Linked DNA regions of Rattus norvegicus: region 2 is linked to region 1. Evidence: chromatin contacts called from public Hi-C data. All regions are on one chromosome and are shown on one strand. Each heading gives the region's core, a stretch centred on a gene start, on an enhancer-like site or on the middle of the called end of the contact. The rest is flanking DNA. Distances are from core to core; before and after follow the strand shown.

What was found. Hi-C and Micro-C count contacts between places; a contact is called where the count stands out from the background.
Region 2: a contact with region 1 is called in a Hi-C map of Schwann cells, with 2.1 times the contacts expected there. The contact joins the enhancer-like site here to the promoter of Babam2 in region 1. A contact is called at or near these places in 6 of 12 Hi-C or Micro-C datasets (the A7r5 cell line, Schwann cells, kidney and 3 more).

The regions. Positions count from the first base shown.
Region 1 is chr6:30,465,317-30,470,260 of GRCr8, reverse strand. It overlaps Babam2 (BRISC and BRCA1 A complex member 2), which reads left to right and starts at 2,920. Exons shown (of 12, transcript NM_199270.2): 1 at 2,920-2,972. It overlaps Rbks (ribokinase), which reads right to left and starts at 2,535. Exons shown (of 8, transcript NM_001108703.1): 1 at 2,410-2,535. The coding sequence starts at 2,501.
Region 2 is chr6:30,605,490-30,610,433 of GRCr8, reverse strand. No RefSeq gene overlaps it. Among named protein-coding and RNA genes, the nearest start is that of Slc4a1ap, 46 kb to the left of the region's middle. Within about 2 kb of position 3,008, at least 2 of the 93 cell types and tissues checked have an H3K27ac peak or open chromatin away from gene starts, as enhancers often do. A contact at or near this core is called in Schwann cells, where this site is marked.

The DNA of each region.
Region 1 (4,944 bases), core at 1,671-4,170:
CTATGACACATATTTAACAAACAGAGCCAGACCCAATTTTATGCAGGGTTCTGAATAAAAACAAGGTATTTTTGTAGGATTATCTGGTTGGTTTAATCAGATCATGGAAACTTTTTAAGAAAAATCTATGGAAATTTGTAGTCTACGGAATAGTTTTTAACTAGTGACTCATATGAAAAATAGTAATTCAAAATTTTATGAAGAAAATGACAAGGGAAATTAGGAAATTTATCCGTAATGTAGGTTTCTAGGCCCTGGCTTACTTAGCTATAAACTGAAGGGCTCAGTAATATCTTTGATACCCTAGTTGTAGCTGCTTGGAAGTGAGTATTCTTCTAGCAGCCTTCAGATGAAGATGTAGAACTCTCAGCTCCTCCTGCACCATGCCTGCCTGGATGCTGCCATGTTCCCGCCTTGATGATAATGGACTGAACCTCTGAACCTGTAAGCCAGCCCCAATTAAATGTTGTCTTTTATAAGACTTGCCTTGGTCATGGTTGTCTGTTCACATCAGTAACACCCTAACTAAGACAAATGGCATTTCACATTTCAAAATGTGACCTGCCAAACTTTTAAAACATTTACTATCTGGAGCTTTACAGGAAGATGTGCTGACTTTTCCCCTAGAAAAACACGTGAGCCTCCCAGCAAAGGTTTCAAACTGTATTGTTTGCCACTACAGAAAACCACACCTGCCTTGGCATAACTTCAGACAAGGTAGCAGCTCAAACATTTCTGAAAAAGTAAAATTTAGAATTTGGAGAAAGACTTGGTGCTGTAGGCCTTTAATCCCGGCTACAGCGGGGTAGCAAGGCCAAGTGCCTGGGTTCCATGGGACAAGTTCAGCATGGGGACTGAGTGCTCACTGGCCATGCAAGGGACCTGAGTTCAGTATTCAGCACCACACACAGTTATGTAAGCCTTAGTTATTTGTAGCTCTTCTGTCATTGCTATACTTATAAAAATGAGTTTTTGTTTTTAACTCTGTGTGCATACTCTTGGAGGTGTGGGATCCCCTGGGACAGGAGTTACAGGTGGTTGAGATCCAATGCTCTTAACTTTTGAGGCCATCTCCAGTCTCTATAACATACCAAGGTTTTTGTCAATTACACTTGCCTCTCCCAGTCTCCATTTAAATTCCATCTTTTATGTTGTGTTTGGTAACTTGAACACATACACTTATCTATCTATCCTTCCTATGTATGTATGTATGTATGTATGTATGTATGTATGTATCTATCTATCTATTTATCTATCTATTTATCTATCACGTACATATGTATGTATCACATATGTAGAAAAAGTCAGAGAACTTGCTTCAGTCAGTTTTTGTCCTTCCACCACATTGGGATCCAGGGACTGAACTCAGGCCATTAGGCTTAGCTCCTTGACCTCACAGCCATCTTGATGATTGTGACAATTTATAAATGTTTTAAGCAAGATTAAGTTGGATATATGAAGACCCTGGAGCTGTTTTTAAAGTAGATATAGGTGGTTTGGTGCAAGGATATGGCTGTTTTGATTATTACCCTAACGTCTTGTTTCAAGGTTCCTTGTTTTTCCTTTTGGAAAAAACGTTTGGGGACTGATGACATTAAGTTGCTGAGAAATATGACTATTAACATAAACAGAATTAGATGGTTGGATAGTTTTTGGAATACCTGAATTAGTTTTTCTACAATGTATACTGATTTTATGCTTTGAAAGCCGTTTTCATAAAAACAGAGCACACAAAGCAGAAGGAGCTTTCCTATAACCTCTCTGACCTAACTCAACTATTCTCATTTAGCACTAGTTGATCAGTTTTTTAGTGGCTGTAATTACGTTTATTTGTTTTTTTTTTTTTTTGTTTGGTTTTTGAATTCACACTTGGGTTCACCACAAAGGCTGACCCATAGTTTCATTTCTACATAAAAGTAACTGTAAATATGGAACACTGCAGGAAGGCCAACAATCGATTGAGGGCAAAGGTGTCTGTTTGCTTCGATGCCTTATTTCACACGTGTTCAATTCAGTATTACCTAGTAGGGTTTGGTGGATAAAACACATCTTGTCCTCACAACATCCCTGTGAGGAAGGTACAGCACGTTCTCAGAGATTAAAACGTCATGGGGCAGCCTAGCCAAGGAAACAAGTGCAGGTGTTTGGGGGCGCCCGGGGATGTGGGTGTGTCTTTAGAAGTATCAAAGCTTTCATTCATGTGCCCCCCTCCCCGCTCCTCAACCCCTGTCCCTTACCCTGTCATTGACCTCTACCAATTTGAATTCTGCCTTTTCCACTTCAGAAGTCGCACTGTGGCAACCTGAAGTTTATAGCAAAGTTCCATGGAGGGTGCCCACAGATCCGAGGCCCGGACGCCCACAGTGTGGTTCGCCCTCCCGAGACCTTGCGCTGCGGCCCCGCACTAACCTGACCAGGTCGGTCATGCAGGAACCCACCACCACCACTGCTGCCGCCTCTTCCTCCTGCCAGAGCCTCCCGGGCTCCCCTGACGCCGCCATTACTAATCCTCGCTCTTGCTCAACCCGGACGCTGCCCTTTGCCCTTTGCCTGACCCCGTAACCAGGGACGCCACTCCGTCCTCCCTAACGACGCGGGCGTTTCACACGCCTGTGCGGGTCGCCCACTCTAATGCCCGAAACCTCCCCGGCTTTTGGCTGGCCCTGGTTCCTCTGGGACCCGTGTTCCCACCCCGCCTCACGGCACAGGGCTCAACCGCCACGGCAAGAATCACAGAGCGCGCCAAGGTGGAGGCAAGAGCTCCGGGGAACCTTCAGGCGCTACCAGGCCGCCTTCCTCAGCTTCCGGGGGACGCGCACGCCCGGCCGGCTCTGCAGAGGGCGGGACGTCCGGGGGGAGCGCGCACGCATCCGGCCCGCGGTTCGCGCGCAGGTCGGTGCGTCGGTCGGGGGCGCGCTCGGGTAACCTGTACCCTGTCTAGTCGCCGGTTACTGATCGGACTTAAGTTCCAGGTACCTGGACCCGGGCTGGTGCGGGGAGGTTGGATCTCAGTCGCACAGGTGGCGCAGAGAGCCGTGTTTGAGTATGGCCAGAGAGCTAGCCTCTTCAAGAGAAGGCCCGCGTTCCAAAGATGCCCCGCTCGCCCCCCAGCACGCGGATTCCCTCAAGAGCCGGCCTCCAAGATCCGAGGCTTCTCTTTTTCCACATATCTCGTTCAGTCCTGGTCCCTCATGAAGCCCGCCTCTTTTTGCACTTGACGAGGGGCATCATACAATTTGGGAGAAAGGGTTGGGTCCCTTTAGGTTTTCCTCAGAATGGGTGGCCGTTCTTTGGATCTGATCCAGTTCACCCTTCCCGCCCCTCCCCGATGTTGTCCAGTGGAGAAATTGCTCCCCCACAGTAACTTCCCTCGTGCGCCATATGACGTGGACGTGATGCAGCAGGAGGCCACCCCTTTCCGTTCCATGACGTCAACGGGGCACATGTTTCCGTGTTTGTCATCCTCTCCTAATTGCAAGAGCCTGGATGGTGCTTTATGTGTCTTTGTATTCCCCAGACAGCCCGCCCACTAAAAGACCTCATGTGACCTTATCTTGCCGCAGCAGATTTTTATAAAAATTATATATTTGCCTCTTCCTCCTGCAATACGTCAAAATCAGGAAATACAAATTGCAAAACAAGCATTCAGGAGACGCTGGCCACCAAAAATTCCTGCCTCTTTGGGATCTGTTATAATGGTGTCATATGCAAAGGAGAGGGGTGTGTGTGTGTGTGTGTGTGTGTGTGTGTGTTTCCAATCCCTATCCCGCATATTGTACCAAAGAATCATCCTTTTTTTTTTTTTTTTTTTTTTTTTTTTTTGCTTTCAAAATCCTGATTTTGGAGTTTTCTCTCTTTGTTAGTGAAGACCCACCTACTGAAACACCTTGAATCTGCACACAACTTTGTACTGTCAAAAATTTGTATTATAGCTGTTCTGGAAATAAAGACAGAAATCCATTCCCTCAGGTATTATCCTAAAGTCTTGACAGTTGCGGAAGTGGAATGGGTTTTCATAATCGCTAGTGTGGTTTGGCATCTGGAGAAGGTTGTTTCCTTTGGCATTTAATTAGTGAATCATTCAGGCTAGCATTAACACTGGGTCAGCAGTAGCCTAGTTGGTGTTTAGCTGTAAAGCAGTCATGTGTATAAATTCGTGATTTCGTCTTCATATTTACCAAGGTGTACACTTTAAAGATTCACCCGGATGCTTTCTTTAGTGGCCACTGTAATGAGTGCTTGAGAGGAAAATAGGAATAGTAGACTTCACGAGAGATCTGAATTTGAATTCCAGTTCTTCTGTTCTGTGTGTGATATTAAATAAGTAACTTGGTCTGGTTCGTCTTTAGCTTTTGTATTTACAAATCAGAAACTCATTAAGAAACTGTGGGGGGAGTGGATGTCTGTAACTCACGTGTGATGTGCTACACAGTTTCTCTTCGAGAAATTTGGGGTCAGATAGTAGGTACCCTGAGAAAAAGAGCATGGAAAAAAATTTTGTCATAAGAGATCCTTCTGCTTGCTTCTCAGATGACTCTTGGTGTTTTTGAATGTGAAGTAAATGAGCATCCCCTTCAGGAACTGTGACATAGTGGGTAGACATCAGGTGGGACTGCAGGGTTTAGAGAAGTCTTCAAAGTGATCCCGTGGGTGAGCTTACTGCTCAGAAACAGTTACCCATGTTACCTGGGAAATGGGGGTTAGAAACCTGCTTCATAACCAGGCTGCGAAGATGAAAGGCAACACTGCACATGGGAGTGCCTTTATCAGTCATGTGACACTATAAATATATATGCTTTATGATAGATTCTACCTGTAGCAAAGGAGACATCTGCTCATGTTACGGTATTAGAGTGTATGGGCAGGTCGGCGCCCAAGAGTCAGAAGACAACCGTGTGGAGATTAAAGTATATTGTATAAAGCTTAAGCACCTCACAAGTACTT
Region 2 (4,944 bases), core at 1,759-4,258, 140 kb before region 1:
CTCTCCAGATAGATCCTGGGATCAGAGCCCAGCCAATTCACTTGCTCACACATTCTGCAGATGTCCATACTGGGTGCTGCACTAAACCTTCCCTCCAGGTCCTAAAGGCTGGGAGAGTTTGCAGTTCCTTGTACACACACACACACACACACACACACACACACACACACACACACACACACACACTGCTTGCCCACCCTAGAGCGTCTGTGCAGGCTGTTCTACTCGACCGCTGTCTCATCCTTCGTCCTTCCTTCCCTCTGCTGGACTCTTACTGGCATATACTTATGTGTACATGAATAATTCTCTGGCAGGTTTTGACCTAGGCTACTTATTTATTCCCTGAGAGGCATCCTGCTAGTGTGTCTATTTGAATGACGAGCAGAACCCTTAGGGACTTGGGTTCCAATCTGTCTTCACGTGAGGAGGGTTCTACTTCACTATATGCAGCCGCATGAGACTGCTCTGTAAATGGCAGCCCAGATCTGCCTTATTGTTTTGTTTCTGTCTTTTGAAACACGGTCTCTTGTTCCATGTGGTCCAGGCTGACCTTGAGCAAGAGGGTGAGTATGAACGTCTGATCTTCCGGCTTCCTCTTCCCAAGGGCTGGGATGACAGGTGTCTTCCACCATGACCGGCTGACTTGTATTTTTTCTGCTAGGCATATACTTCTCCATTGAACTACATACCCAGCCCCAGGCTTAGTTTTATTATTTTTTAAAGATTTATTTATTTTATGTATATGAGTACACTATCGCTGCCTTCAGACACACCAGAAGAGGGCATCAGGTCCCATTACTGATGGTTGTGAGCCACCATGTGGTTGCTGGGATTTGAACTCAGGACCTCTGGAAGAGCAGTCAGTGCTTTTAACCGCTGAGCCATCTCTCTAGCCCTTTGCTTTATGTCTTTTTTTTTTTTTTTTTTTTTTTGGAGCTGGGAATCAAACCCACGGCCTTGCGCTTGCTAGGCAAGCGCTCTACCACTGAGCCAAATCCCCAACCCCCTGTCTTTATCTTAAATAATTTTAATTTACTTAAAAGTGTTGAGACTAATACAAAGGTGCCCATGTACGCACCACTCAGGTTAATTTACCAAATGTTAGCACTTGCTACATTAGCATTTGTTTCCCCTCCTATGTTTGTGTATGCACAGTTGTACTTGTCTTACGCCCCTTTGAGAATAAGTTACAGGCATTAGAAGACTCTGCCTTTGAATACTTTGGAGTGAATTTCTCAAGAACATGGATATTATTTTACATTACTTAGGGAACTTAAATTAATGTAGATATAGTATATTGTTTAATAACCTATATATTAAAGTCTATTCATCTCTCCCAATACTGTAAGTTAAAAACCCTCTTCTTAGTCTAGGGTCCAACACCACATATCCAGACCACATGGCCCATTCAGTCTCAGAGCTCTTTGGTTGTTAGCCTAAGATGATTCCTGGGACATCTTGGTCTGTCAGACAGTGACCCCTCCTCCAGAGTGCAGGCCAGCTGTGGGCAGACCGCCTCAGCTGGGTTAGGTTGATGAGGGCTTGTGATTAGGAGCAGGGACGCCCCTGGGACTGACACAAACATCTCCATCCCCTGGCTGAGGGAGTGTCTGTCCTCTTTTCTGCTATGAGGGTTCTTTCTATCTTGTCCCCTTGCAGTTGGTTGGAAATGCTCAGCAGTCAACATCACTTCTTGTCTTGCAAGAAGAGCAGCATTCAATTCCCAGCATGCACTGCAGGCCTATAACTCTAACTCCAGGAGATCCGACCTGCTTTTCTGGCCTCCTCGGACACCTGCACACACATTCACAAACTCACATAAACAAAAATACATTTTAAGGGCTGGAGAGATGGCTCAGCGGTTAAGAGCACCCAACTGCTCTTCCAGAGGACCTGAGTTCAATTCCCAGCAACCACATGGTGGCTCACAACCATCTGTAATGAGATCTGATGCCCTCTTCTGGTGTGTCTGAAGACAGCTACAGTGTACTTACATATAATAAATGAATAAATCTTTAAAAAAAAAAAACCAAAAAAAACCCCAAAAAAATACATTTTAAAAAAGTAAATGGGTGGATGTACTTTAACTTTGTGAATATCCCATTCAAACCAAACTTTTGTAGGTGTTGATGATTCTTTTTTTTTTTTTTTCTTTTTTTTTTTTCGGAGCTGGGGACCGAACCTAGGGCCTTGCGCTTGCTAGGCAAGCGCTCTACCACTGAGCTAAATCCCCAACCCCTTGATAATTCTTTAATGATTTTTTTTGCATTTTATCTATTTAATTATTTTGTGAAGTGGTTGTAATACTTGGGTCACAGGGTGTGTGTCTAAGTCAGAGGATAATATGTTGAGAGTCAGTTCTCTCCTTCTACTATGTGGGGCCCAGGGAACAGACTCAGGTAGTTTATTCTTGGTAACAAATGTGTTTCTCTCCTCAGCCATCTTGCTGGTCCCGCTGATGACTCTTGATGGAATCAACAATTTGTATCTGTCCCAAAGTTAAGTTATGATTCTGATTTTAAGGCTGGCATCTGTTTCATGGTGATAGGTTAGGGTGGAAAGGAGAATTAAATTCTGCAACAGTTGATTTCTCAGTTGTCTACTGAGGTTGGGAGTGACTGGTGTTGGCTTTCTAACTTCGCTAAGGAAAAGCTAGAGAATTCCATGGCTTCACATGATAAAAATGCTTTTGTTCCTAATGGAATAGCGACTCCATTTTTCCAGCACTCAGTCATCCCAGACGCCCCCCACCACCACCACTTAGCATCCACTTCCTCACGTCTCCGATGACAACCCAGTGGAACCATACTGTCGCCTCCAGTTTAGACACAAGAAAACTAATATTCAGAAAGGTTGCAGCATTTGCCTAAAGCCACATAGCTAGAAAATGGAAGAGTCTAGATTCAGGCCAGAGAGGCTGGCAAACCCCCTTTCTGCCCCTAGGCGGGCACCACTGTGCTCTTAGCAGTCATTGACTGTGAGGAACTCCAGCCAGTTCTTGGGCAAGGCTGGTGGCAGAGCCGTCTCCAGACATTGACTCATGTGTTCCTCTAGCTGGGTATGGCTGCATCCCTGTGCTTAGAAAGGCAGGAAGCAACGCCGGGATTTTAGAATGTCTTTCAACAATAACCTTGATTGAGGGGATTTTCCAGTTAACCCTGGAGAATTCCAATAACCAAATGTATTGTGTTCTGGTTCCTTGAAAAGTGGTAATCCGTGCTCACTGTGTGTACGGCGGTTCTCACTAACCAGCAGTTCAACCAAACAGGATTCCCTTATTAGGGTAAGCAAAGACCCACAGAGCTACCAAAAGGAAAGAAAAGGCTTTCCAGAGCATTTGACAGGATTCATCAGGTGAGAGGACAAAGTTTATTCAAGCCTGCATCCTGGCATAGCCATAAATCTCAGCTACGCAGAGAGTAACTACAGCGTGACCTGTGAGCTAAGTGTAGCCTTCAGCCATGTTTTGTTTGACCTGTAGAAGACTTGTTAAAAACTAAATTTGCTGGACATGGTGGTGCATGTCTTTAATCCCAGCACTCAAGAGGCAGAGGCAGGTGAACCTCTGTGAGTTTGAGGCCAGTCTGGTCTACATAGCAAGTTCCGGGACAGTCAGGACTGTAGCACAGAGAAACCCTGTTTCAAAAAAACCCAAATCCAAACCAAACCAAAGCACAAGCAAACAACCCTGGGGGATTGGTTAACACTGGGCTTGAAGAGGAACTAAGTAACAGGTACCCTTTAGACTATGAACCTGGGGTCTAAATGTCACTTCACCCCTAACCTGGTCTGCCTTACCCACTTAGTCATTTCATGACTTGCTTTTTGTTGAGGGACATTTCTTGAATAATTTTTTTAATGTAATGAGGGAGATTAAAGTGAGACAGATTGAAAGTCAGAGGAGATAAGAAGTCAAGAGTGCCCATCACAATGTGAAGGGAGGGTTTAGGGTCACAAAGAGATGGGAGCCCTAGAGAGTTCCCAAGGAGATACGGGCAGATCGGTGCCTATGTAGAGGCAGGAGGACAGCTGTGGGAAATGGAGGATGTAGGGTCAAGAACAGAGCTATTTCAAGGGCTGACTCTCATTATTAGCCACGCTACTTCTGGAGATGGGCTCCTGGCTCTCATTCAGTGCTCTAGAAGTAACTTATTTTACACCACTTCCTTAATTTGGGCTCAGTTTACCTGTTTCGGCCATTTTGATGGCTAATACAAAAATACTTTAGTTTGAGTAATTTTTTTAAAAGATTTATTCATTTATTATATGTAAGTACACTGTAGCTGTCTTCAGACACACCAGAAGAGGGCACCGGATCTCTTTACAGATGGTTGTGAGCCACCATGTGGTTGCTGGGAATTGAACTCATGACCTCTGGAAGAGCAGTTGGGTGCTCTTAACCGCTGAGCCATCTCTCCAGTCCTTGTTTGAATAATTTTTAAACGATAGATTTTTTTTTTCTGTAGAGTTCTAGAGACTGGGAAGTCCAATATCCCAAGGCACCAGCAGCTTCTTACAAAGTAAAAACAAGCTCTCTCAAGTCATTTTCCTAATCCTGTTCTTGAAAGAGGCTCCTGTGAGACTTCGTCATCTCCCAGAGTCTCTGCCTCCTAGTAAGTAGTGTGGCCTGGTGGTTGTAGGGACAGAGGGCACACGCCTTTAATCCCAGTACTTGGGAGGCAGAGACAAGAGGATTTCTAAGTTTGAAGCCATCCTGGTCTACAGGGTGAGTCCCTGGACTGCCAGGGCTACACAGAGAAACCCTCACTCAAAAAATCAAACCATAAGAAGAAAGAGAGGGAGGAGGAGGAAGAGAAGGAGAAGAGGAGGAAATGAAGGAGAAGAGGAATTGTAGCCTTTGACATTGTTCCTTTGTTTTGTCAGGGGAACACCTGTATTCAGATCATAGGGGTTAACTTTAGTTTAAAATAAAAAATTAGGTAG